Regions from separate parts of the Mus musculus genome. Here all the other regions are linked to region 1. A link is a contact called in public HiChIP or PLAC-seq data. All regions are on one chromosome and are shown on one strand. The core of a region is the stretch at or near the end of the contact, and the rest is flanking DNA. Distances in the headings are between cores, read along the strand shown.

Evidence for each region. HiChIP or PLAC-seq counts read pairs in DNA pulled down with a chosen protein or histone mark.
Region 2: an H3K4me3 HiChIP or PLAC-seq map of bone marrow-derived macrophages shows a contact between it and region 1, with 8 times the contacts expected there. The contact joins two enhancer-like sites. A contact is called at or near these places in 1 of 39 promoter capture datasets (liver), 2 of 484 Hi-C or Micro-C datasets (B cells and bone marrow-derived macrophages) and 4 of 115 datasets of contacts at active chromatin or transcription factors (the 230-238 cell line, bone marrow-derived macrophages, large pre-B cells and 1 more).
Region 3: a contact with region 1 is called in an H3K27ac HiChIP or PLAC-seq map of microglia, with 6 times the contacts expected there. The contact joins two enhancer-like sites. A contact is called at or near these places in 1 of 15 datasets of contacts at CTCF or cohesin (pro-B cells), 3 of 484 Hi-C or Micro-C datasets (conventional dendritic cells, granulocyte-monocyte progenitors and macrophages) and 5 of 115 datasets of contacts at active chromatin or transcription factors (the 230-238 cell line, bone marrow-derived macrophages, embryonic limb bud and 1 more).

The regions. Positions count from the first base shown.
Region 1 is chr12:34,712,821-34,715,956 of GRCm38.p6, reverse strand. All of the region lies in intron 3 of Hdac9 (histone deacetylase 9), which reads left to right. Among named protein-coding and RNA genes, the nearest start is that of Gm46347, 73 kb to the left of the region's middle. Within about 2 kb of position 1,581, at least 52 of the 459 cell types and tissues checked have an H3K27ac peak or open chromatin away from gene starts, as enhancers often do. A contact at or near this core is called in bone marrow-derived macrophages, granulocyte-monocyte progenitors and microglia, where this site is marked.
Region 2 is chr12:35,065,287-35,068,422 of GRCm38.p6, reverse strand. All of the region lies in intron 1 of Snx13 (sorting nexin 13), which reads right to left. Among named protein-coding and RNA genes, the nearest start is that of Snx13, 20 kb to the right of the region's middle. Within about 2 kb of position 1,697, at least 35 of the 459 cell types and tissues checked have an H3K27ac peak or open chromatin away from gene starts, as enhancers often do. A contact at or near this core is called in bone marrow-derived macrophages, where this site is marked.
Region 3 is chr12:35,024,697-35,027,832 of GRCm38.p6, reverse strand. No RefSeq gene overlaps it. Among named protein-coding and RNA genes, the nearest start is that of Gm40385, 4.7 kb to the right of the region's middle. Within about 2 kb of position 1,717, at least 65 of the 459 cell types and tissues checked have an H3K27ac peak or open chromatin away from gene starts, as enhancers often do. A contact at or near this core is called in bone marrow-derived macrophages, granulocyte-monocyte progenitors and microglia, where this site is marked.

The DNA.
Region 1 (3,136 bases), core at 332-2,831:
TAAGATTTCAGATAGGGCTATTCCAGCATCTTAGAGTAGGGAGGAAGCTTGTCCAAAGGGCTGCAGTGTCCTGCAGAAGAGGATAGTCTGAGGAGTTGTGAGGAATTGGGGAGAAGGTGTGCCTGTGAGCGAGAGGGTCATTTTGGAAGTGTGGCGCTCCCAGGAATGTCTTCCCACCTTAATACCTGTCAGGTGTCCATGTGGGAATGGGGGTGGGGAGTGTGTGGAGCTCTAAAGCTCTTGCTTCTTATGCAGGGTCCCCTCGTAGGGCTCTCCTTGCATATCACTTACACATCAAGGAGCACGTTCCCTTAAATGTAAGTTAGAAAATGGGCTTACGGGAAATAAGGGCAATGCTCTCCATGCTCTTTGCCCTCCTTTATTTAGTTGGGTAGTGATACTGATTTGGGGGATAGTAGTAAAGGAAGGGTGCCTGTGAGCCCTTCCTTGCTCACACTGCACCAGAGTATGGAATTTAACTGGTTTTTTGTTTTGTTTTGGTTTGGTTTTTTGTTTTTGGAGACAGGGTTTCTTTCTGTAGTTCTGGCTGTCCTGGAACACACTTTGTAGACCAGGCTGGCCTCGAACTCAGAAATCCGCCTGCCTCTGCCTCCCGAGTGCTGGGATTAAAGGGGTGCGCCACCATGCCCGGCTTTTTGACCTTGTCACTTTACATGATTTCAATCTGTCAGGATGTCTTTGAGGGAATGCATTCTCAGCCAGTCTGCAGCAAGGGTTAATGAGCCTTCCAGATGATTTGCTTTGCAGACATTCTCTCTCTCTTTTTTTCTCTAATTCCATAATCCTTAGATATGGTGGGGGATGCACTTCAAAGTGAGCACTTCAGATTTACTTCAAATACCAGCCATTTAAGTAGCTCAGGAAACGGCCTGGTCCAGGGTTCTGGGGCAGCAGTGTTTTATATTTGTTGCAGTCTTTCAGAGTTGGATGGAAACATCAAAAGCATTTTGTTTCATTAAAAATCTGTCTCTTGGTCTATATTTTCTCCTCATTTCTTGTCAAGTTTGACTTCCAGGACACAGTTCATGGCTGCTCCTCCAGAGAGTGTTTAAATTTTCCTTATCCAGAGGCACACATTTTCTCCCTTGTCCTGTCTGTTAATTACTAAGCTCTAGAGGAAGAGTGGTCTGAGCCAGGGCCCCCAGTGGTGGAAGTTTCTATATCCGGTAAACTGGCTCTATTCCAGTGCAGAATAATTTATCAACAAATGAAACACCAGCCACGTCCCACACGTCCTCTGCATTAAAATCCCCCCCTTCCCACCCATACAGAGTTTCCTGGAGTATGAGCTGACATTCTCGTCCCTCCTCTTCATTTTGTTGAATCACTGGCGTCTGGCATTTATTAGGCTTCTTATTAATAGTAATAAGATGTTCATTCATTGAGTGTCTTGTGCTACAAACCAGATACAGTCCCTCCTTCTGCTTCCCGGTTTGCCGTGGCAGGGAAATTAACTGCAACACTGATTTCTTGTCTGTAGCATCAGGTACTGTTTAACCGGGAGTGGTGGGGAACTGATAAAATTAGCAAGTTGACTAACCACTTCCCTTCCTTGTGGCTCTTTAATATTATAACGGATACAGAAAAGTTCAGAAGGACGGGGCTCGCTTTCGAAACCACGGCACACTTTGGCCAAGAAGGAATGCACAACACAACGGGTGAGTTTCTTTCAAGATTTTAAGCGAGCCCTGAAAAGAGTATCGTGCCGGGTGTCTCTAAGTTTCCCTTTGCAAATAGTCTGTAATCATGTGTAGGGTGTGGGAAGATAGACCTGTACCAAGGGAAACAAAAGGGATTCTGATTAGCAGCAGTGAAAAGAACTGCGTGAGTGAAATGCAGCTCTCGGTAAGTGTTTACTGCTCCAGACTGGGGACAATTCTAGACTTGGCAAAAGCTTCTACTGGGAAGTTCATTTGTTTTCAGATCTGGGCTATCAGTCTTACCATGGGGGCCATTGTCTGCACAGCCCGATGTAACTCAGACCTAAAGCAGTTTAAGGTCTTCAGTTACCTATAGAGTTGAACTATTCTATTGCCTTCAGCATTTTGATAATGTGATAGTTTCAGGTGAATGTATAGCTCATGGCTCACAAGGCACCTATTCCCTAGCCTCCACTGTAGGGTCTGCTGTTGTTTCACATGGAACACGGTAATGTGCACCTACTTCGGAATTGGTGCGTATATTAGTTTGAAAGTGTCCATTGTAAACATTAAGCGAGAGAGACCTAAAATTCCCTACGTTGTCATACCAACTCATGAATGTCAGTTCTGTCCCAGCAGCTGGAATGATGACTGGTGGGAAGAAGGACTCAGGATCTGAGGATGGTTTCCCAGTGAGTGAAAGAGTGGGGAATGTGTCACCAGATGCTACCTTCTGGGGACCACATTCATTTCAGGCAAAGTTTTGGTTTCATTATAGATAGTCTTCTTGAGAAGTTTCTAAACTTTTCATGCCTCAGCGTCCCCACCTTAAATGAAGATAACAGTACCAGTCTCCTAAGGGAGAGTTACAGACAGCTAGGGAAAAATGCTAAGAAACAGTGTGACCCCACAAACTTAACTGTAATTTTTACAGTAAGGCTGGATTCGGTCTGTTTCTGTATACTTCACTGTTTTAAATGTGGTTTATCTTCTATCTCAATAGAAATTGAGAAATCTTGTCTTGGACCCCTAAGAATACCTTACTTTTGCCACACCCCTCTCTCCAGCTGTCCTTGGGGTTACATCTGAAAAGGAATAGTCAGAGCTCCCCTGTCCATCTTCTCTCTGAGAGGAGGGGGCATTGCAAAGATTTGTCAAAGCTCACATAGCCAGGAATAGCAGACCAGAGAGCAGTGACCCCTGCATGGGCCTTCTGATCCCTGCAAGGGGTGATGAGGCTGGGAATGGACAGTTCTGCTTTACCTGGGAGTCTGCCTCTATTTTAGCTTTGGTTTTTCTTTCCTCTGAGTAAGTATCTCCAGGCTGCCTTAGTTTTCTTTAGCTACTGCAAACTGACAAAATAACTCTTTTCATTTGTAATGACAGAGTTGAAATCCCGAGGCTGGTGACAAACTGAGAGGTGAGGGTCTTTTCTGTGCCCTTCCTTCTTTATAATACAGGCATGTATTGAGCAG
Region 2 (3,136 bases), core at 448-2,947, 350 kb before region 1:
GTTTCTTCAACAAGTGAAATTCAAAGGAAAAAAAAGAATGATGTGAAATAAGAGCAGGAAGCAATCTGTAGATTAAACCAGCATGCATTGAAATTTCTCAAACTGATTTTAAACAAAGTATGGCAGAAAAAAGAAAACAAGAAAAAAGGAATTTGGTAGTTCTAAGCATTGTTAGTATAATGATATTAATAAAATGGAATTTATTTTAAGCTGGCATAATGATAATACGGTTTTTAACAGTGAATTTTTTAAATATATTTTCAAGATGAAATCAAGTATGTGAAATATTCTTCAAGGTCACCTTCAGAGTTCTATTGAAGAAAAAGTAAAAAGCCATGTATCTACAACAACCTGTGGGCTGACAGGAGCCTAAGGTGGCAGGAGCACAGGGTGCTTGGTACACTGTTCTTCCTACTTCCCTCTTTGTATATGATGTTTCCAACTTTTAGACTTGATATCTTTCACTGGAATATTTTTAAAACACAACAATCATAAGGCTCAGTTGGACAGTCAAACACTTACTCCCAAGTAGTCACTGCAGGGAGATAAATAATGCCTAAACATGTTGCACATTTACAGACCAGGAAACTCAATGTGAGTTAGTCATTTCCTATGATTAGTTAACTGTGGTGCAACACACATGAAGCTATTCCACTAAGAAAAATATTGTTTTAAACACAGAACTACTGGGCATAATGGAATACACCTTTAGTCTCAGCACTCAAGAGGCAGAGGCTGGTGGAGTTTGAGGCCAGCCTGATCAGGTTCCAGGTCAACAAGGGCTACACAAAGATATCTGTCTCAAAAAAAAAAAAAAAAAAACCCAAAAAACAAATCAATAATAATAATAATGAACTAAGTACTGAGCTCTAATAACTTGTTTTATATATAGGAAAGTAAACACTTGATATAAAAACTACTGTCCTTCAAAGATTTTTTGGACATTTCAGACTGATTGTATAATAATCGGGCCTGTGTCAAGCCTTAATGCTGAAAGTATAAATAAAATAGCTCTGCTTCCAAGGGAAAGAGGATAATATGAACTTGGCACGCTGGTTTGTGTCAGAATCCCAACATTAAGGAGCTGGATACCGAAGGATCCAGTCTGTGGCCTGCATGTCCTACAGTACAAACGAGGATGGGGAAGGCAGCCATATGGCTCAGCAGGCTAAAGATGTCTGTACACACCTGGCAACCTATGGACAGGAGAGACTTCACTCCAAGTCATTCTCTAACCTCCCCACGATGCACTGTAGCATACACACACACACACACACACACACACACAGTACATTTTTTAAAGAATGAGGAATAGTTTTTTAATATAAGTTAGTGCTTCTAAACCTGAAACAGTTCTCAAATTCCTTTTAAACTGTCTTCAAAGGGTAGTCTTGTAGCCTGGGAATATGTATCAGAATAGAGTGTATCCTAGTCTACACAAGAAAAACCCATAGAAAAAGCCATAGCCTTAGTTGCCAGTATCAAAAATAAAGCTAACACAAACTACACTTTTGCAGTTTGGCAATAAATAAATAAATAAATAAATAAATAAATAAAGTTCATACTAGTGGTATTTTGCTAAATGGGCATGTTGTCAAGCTGCCTTCTAAACATTTATGCTTCCCCACTTAGGGTAGTTCTGCTCTCAGTCGCAGCCAGAGATTCTTCTTTGTGCAGTGGGCAGCAGTTAAAGCGGTGACTCATAAGTGGTCAAAGCGCTGACGGTGACTTAATGTTCAGGGTTCAGCCCTAAACAGGGTACCTACAACTGCGACCTACTCACCCAATCAAGAACATCACAGAAGGGGGGCAAAAATACGTAAGCTCCAGAGGATGTTCTGAAATGTTGTCTGCTGGATATGATGAGGCGGCCATGATATTCAGTCACTGCACAGACTCAAGCCAGCTTGCTCAGTCAGCACTAGAGCAGGCTCAACTAATAAATCCTCAGGATTATAAAAATCGAAGAAGAGGAGAAGACAAAATATGAAGGTGAAAGGAGGAGATGCTGGGATTACCTGAGAGAGCAGAAAAGGGAAGTGAAAGTGGTATTATCAAAATATATCAAAGAATAAACAAAAGATATGAAAGAAAAATCCAGGAATTCAGCCCATCTCCTTTTCCACTGGTGTCAAGAATATTGTAAAATGCTGTAGTAGATGCTGCTGCCTTATGCTTATTACAAAGAGTTTAAAAACTGAGAAAGGGTTCAGAAAGTCAGCCCTCTTCATTTGTCCAACATATATATTTTCCTTCCCTAATAGTCTAGGTTCTAAATAAACATTTAAAATATCGCTATGAATCGAGGTTTCTGACTTTTTTTTAAAATATCAAAAAATTCTGGCTGGGATCAACAAACATAAGATCTTAACAAAGCTGTAATCAGATAAAGAAAGTTCAATAGTGGTATCAACCATGAAAATGAACATGGCATGCACTAGAGCCATGGTCTCCACACACGCTAAAAGGTTTCTTGATGCTGAGTCTAATTTTGTTCGAAAATGGTCTCTCACTAGGTTACCCTTTCTGGTCTTAAACTCCTAGCCTCAAGTTAACCTCCTCATCGGTCTCGGAAGTAGCAGTCAGGCTGCAAAGATAAAATTTTACTCCTCTTTTAATTAAAGAAAAAGACAACTGTCTATACTTAAGTCACTATCAGAGTGAGAAAACACAAGAGTAATAAATTGCAAAGAGCCCATTTCTTAGTGAAGGTTAAGGCATAAACACATGCCCATTTCACAAATGGCTTTGACTTAAGCATTCTTTCACCTTAGTTTAAATTTAGAATAAATCCAATTACCTCAGGAATAATTAACTCAGTGGAGTAAGGGAGGAAAGATCAGAAATTACAAAAGGGGTTGCACACAGAAATGTCTGTAATGTGATAAAAGTGAGAAAGGGGACCAAGATAAATAAAAATTATTTTGTAAGTATACCTGTGATTATTTCTAAACACAAGAAAATATATAATCCTGAGGACTGGGCTTACAATTATGCACATAACCCTCAAATATTCTTTGTTTTCTAATCCATCACTTTTCCTGAACATATAACACCAAGTTTCATAAACTTACTCAACTACATTCTATTTATGCCTGAACTTTTCATGTGTACTATAAACTCATCATGTGCAAAA
Region 3 (3,136 bases), core at 468-2,967, 310 kb before region 1:
AGAGGGCGATTTTTGTCTGAAAAGTAATTTATTGCTTGGGTAAGCATGACACATGGGGCTTTGTGAGCCCTGCTCACCTGACTGGAGCAATATTATGCCAGCCTTTGTAGTTTGGGTTCACTATACCTAGTGCACTAAAAAGAATTCTTTGAATCTCCCTTGGAATATAATGCACACAATAGTATATAATATAGTGCTTTCATTTAAAGTAAATTTGTTTTAGAATTTAAAGTTTTTTTAGAACTAAAACTCTACCACCTCAGACCCAAGAGACAACATTATAAATAACCTAAAGTGAGCCCAAAATACTTAAGGCTTTTCACAGGAAGACAACTAGAGTAATAAGCACAGCTCCTGACAACCACAGGGAGGCTAAAGCTTGTAAAGCAACTGGCCCATTTTATGAAGAATTTTGCCACTTTCAATGTGTATGATTAGTTGAAACTTAGTGTCACGTCTTAAAAAAAATCACATAAGTCATTAAAAGTTGCCATCTGACGAGCATTAATTGCCACAAAGAAAGAAATTCTATCTTCAAGTCTACAACTGAAGCTTGTTCGTATGGGTGATCCAGCTTAGTTTGACTTATAAAGCTCTACTATTTTGCAGTATATTTGTCTTCATAAATCTCTCTTACTCTATTAGCTACTTTAATAGATAGATACGCTTAACAATAAAACCATATTGAAACATAGATGAAAGAGGCACAGAGAGAGAATAAGTCCTGTAGGTGTATGGGCACAGCAAGGTGAAGGAATTGGTCCCTTAGCATTCCTTACAGTACTCAAATCTTCCTTGTAGGCACTTGTGATAGGTTTGCTAACTAGCATGCTATTGGTTCAGCTCTTAAAGGGGAAAGTTAAATCCGGAGAAACACAGTTTGGAACAGTGCTATGTAAGTCACTGATTTTATCAGATGCTCACTCACTTGTAATTGTCTTCTACAAAATACCTTACGGTGACACAAGTATTGTCCTAAACAATGAAGTGTAAAACTGAGCTTAAGGCTGTAGTTGTCAACAGGTCTCACATGCTCACAAAGACAGAAGCTGTAAGCTTGGGGCCTGTGTGGGTCTATGCCAGGTCCTCTGCATACATGTTATGACTGTTAATTTAATGTTTCTGTGGGACTCCTAACAGTGAGAGCAGCTGTATCTCTGACTCTTTTGCCTGCCTTTGGGACTCTTTTCCTCTTATAGGGTTACTTTGTCCCCAGGCTCAATAGGAAGGCGTTTGCCTTGTCTTACTCTATCTTGTTTTGTCCTGTTTGACTGTCATCTCTTAGAGACCAGCTCTTTTCTGAAGAGGAAATGTATCTGAGGGTTTGGATCTGGGGGAGGGGTAAGTAAGGGGGGTGACTAGGAAGGGTGGTGGAAGGAAAATCGGTGGTTGGGGTATAAAAACAAATGTTAAAAAGCAAATGTTAAAAAACAAACACAGAAACCCTGAGTTTGTTACCAGCTATTCTTTTGTGACATGCAGATGGAGTTTGAGTGAACAATCCACAGATCTCCGTGGTAACTCATTACCCAAGGCTTTATGAGTACCAAGGCGTCTGTGAAACACATCATTCATGCCTAGATAACCCAGCAAAGAGTTAGAATGCTGTCACCTTTGTACTGTAGCAGAGAAAAGTATGAGCAAATGACACGCAATTTGCTAGGCTTAGTACAGTTTCCCAAGCATAGGGAAATAATCAACAAAAAGGGAAGTATGGCCAGGCATAGAGGAACATGCCTTTAACCCCTTCACTGGGTGGTGAGAGTTGAGAGAATGTCTCTGTGAGTGCAAAGCCAGTTGGTCTACATAGCCTGTTCCAGGCCCTTGCTTTCCGAAGTGGCTCATGGAGATGTGGGGTTCAACTCTCTAACACAAGGATTACAACTCTATACCATCAAGCCTGGCTTTGTTTTATGTGAGTGCTAGTAATCAAACTCAGGTTCTCACACTTGGGTAGTAAAGCACTTTTCCAAGGGAGCTACCCCTTTACCCCAGTAAATTTATAATTTTACTTAGATATAATAATTTAAACTAATGTAGACAGTGACTATTCATGAAAGCCAGTTTGGAATTGTTTATAAAGCAGAAGATGATAGACTTATATGATGCAATTTATAGGACGAGCACATTGTGAATGAGCTGTAGAAACATTGAACTTCAGGTAGAGATGCTACTGATCACATACTTGCCACACCACAGGGATTGCATGAGCACCGTTGCTTTTGAGGGCTTTGCCCTCTGTTAAAATGAACTTCCAGACTGAAAGGCCTGTCTTTGTATGCAGAGGTCCTACACAAAATGTGATGTGATGAATATTTGTGCAGTTGGTTAACTTACTGTTGAACAACAAGGAACTGTTCTCAGGTGAAAATTTACCTTCGAATCACTTCTCAAGGTTTGTATAAAACACATACCCAATCCTCACTCCCAAGTCTACACACAAGACTAGACTTTAAAAGTTCTACAAATTGGGAAACATTTCCATAGTACAATGTATATAGATATGGATATGGATATAGATTGGATATAGAAGTAGATACAGATACAGATACAGGTACAGATACAGATACAGGTACAGATACAGGTAAAGTTACAGGTACAGGTACAGGTACAGGTACAGATACAGATACAGATACAGATGATACAGATGATACAGATGATACAGACACAGACACAGACACAGACACAGACACAGACACAGACACAGACACAGACACAGACACAGACACAGACACAGACACAGACACAGACACAGGTACAGGTACAGGTACAGGTACAGGTACAGGTACAGGTACAGGTACAGGTACAGGTACAGGTACAGATACAGATACAGATGATACAGATGATACAGATGATACAGACACAGACACAGACACAGACACAGACACAGACACAGACACAGACACAGACACAGACACAGACACAGACACAGACACAGGTACAGGTACAGGTACAGGTACAGGTACAGGTACAGGTACAGGTACAGGTACAGATACAGATACAGATGATACAGATACAGATGATACAGATACAGATACAGATGATACAGATACAGATGATACAGATACAGATGATAGATACAGATACAGATAGATACAGATACAGATACAATATAGATAAAAAGTCCTGGAAGCAA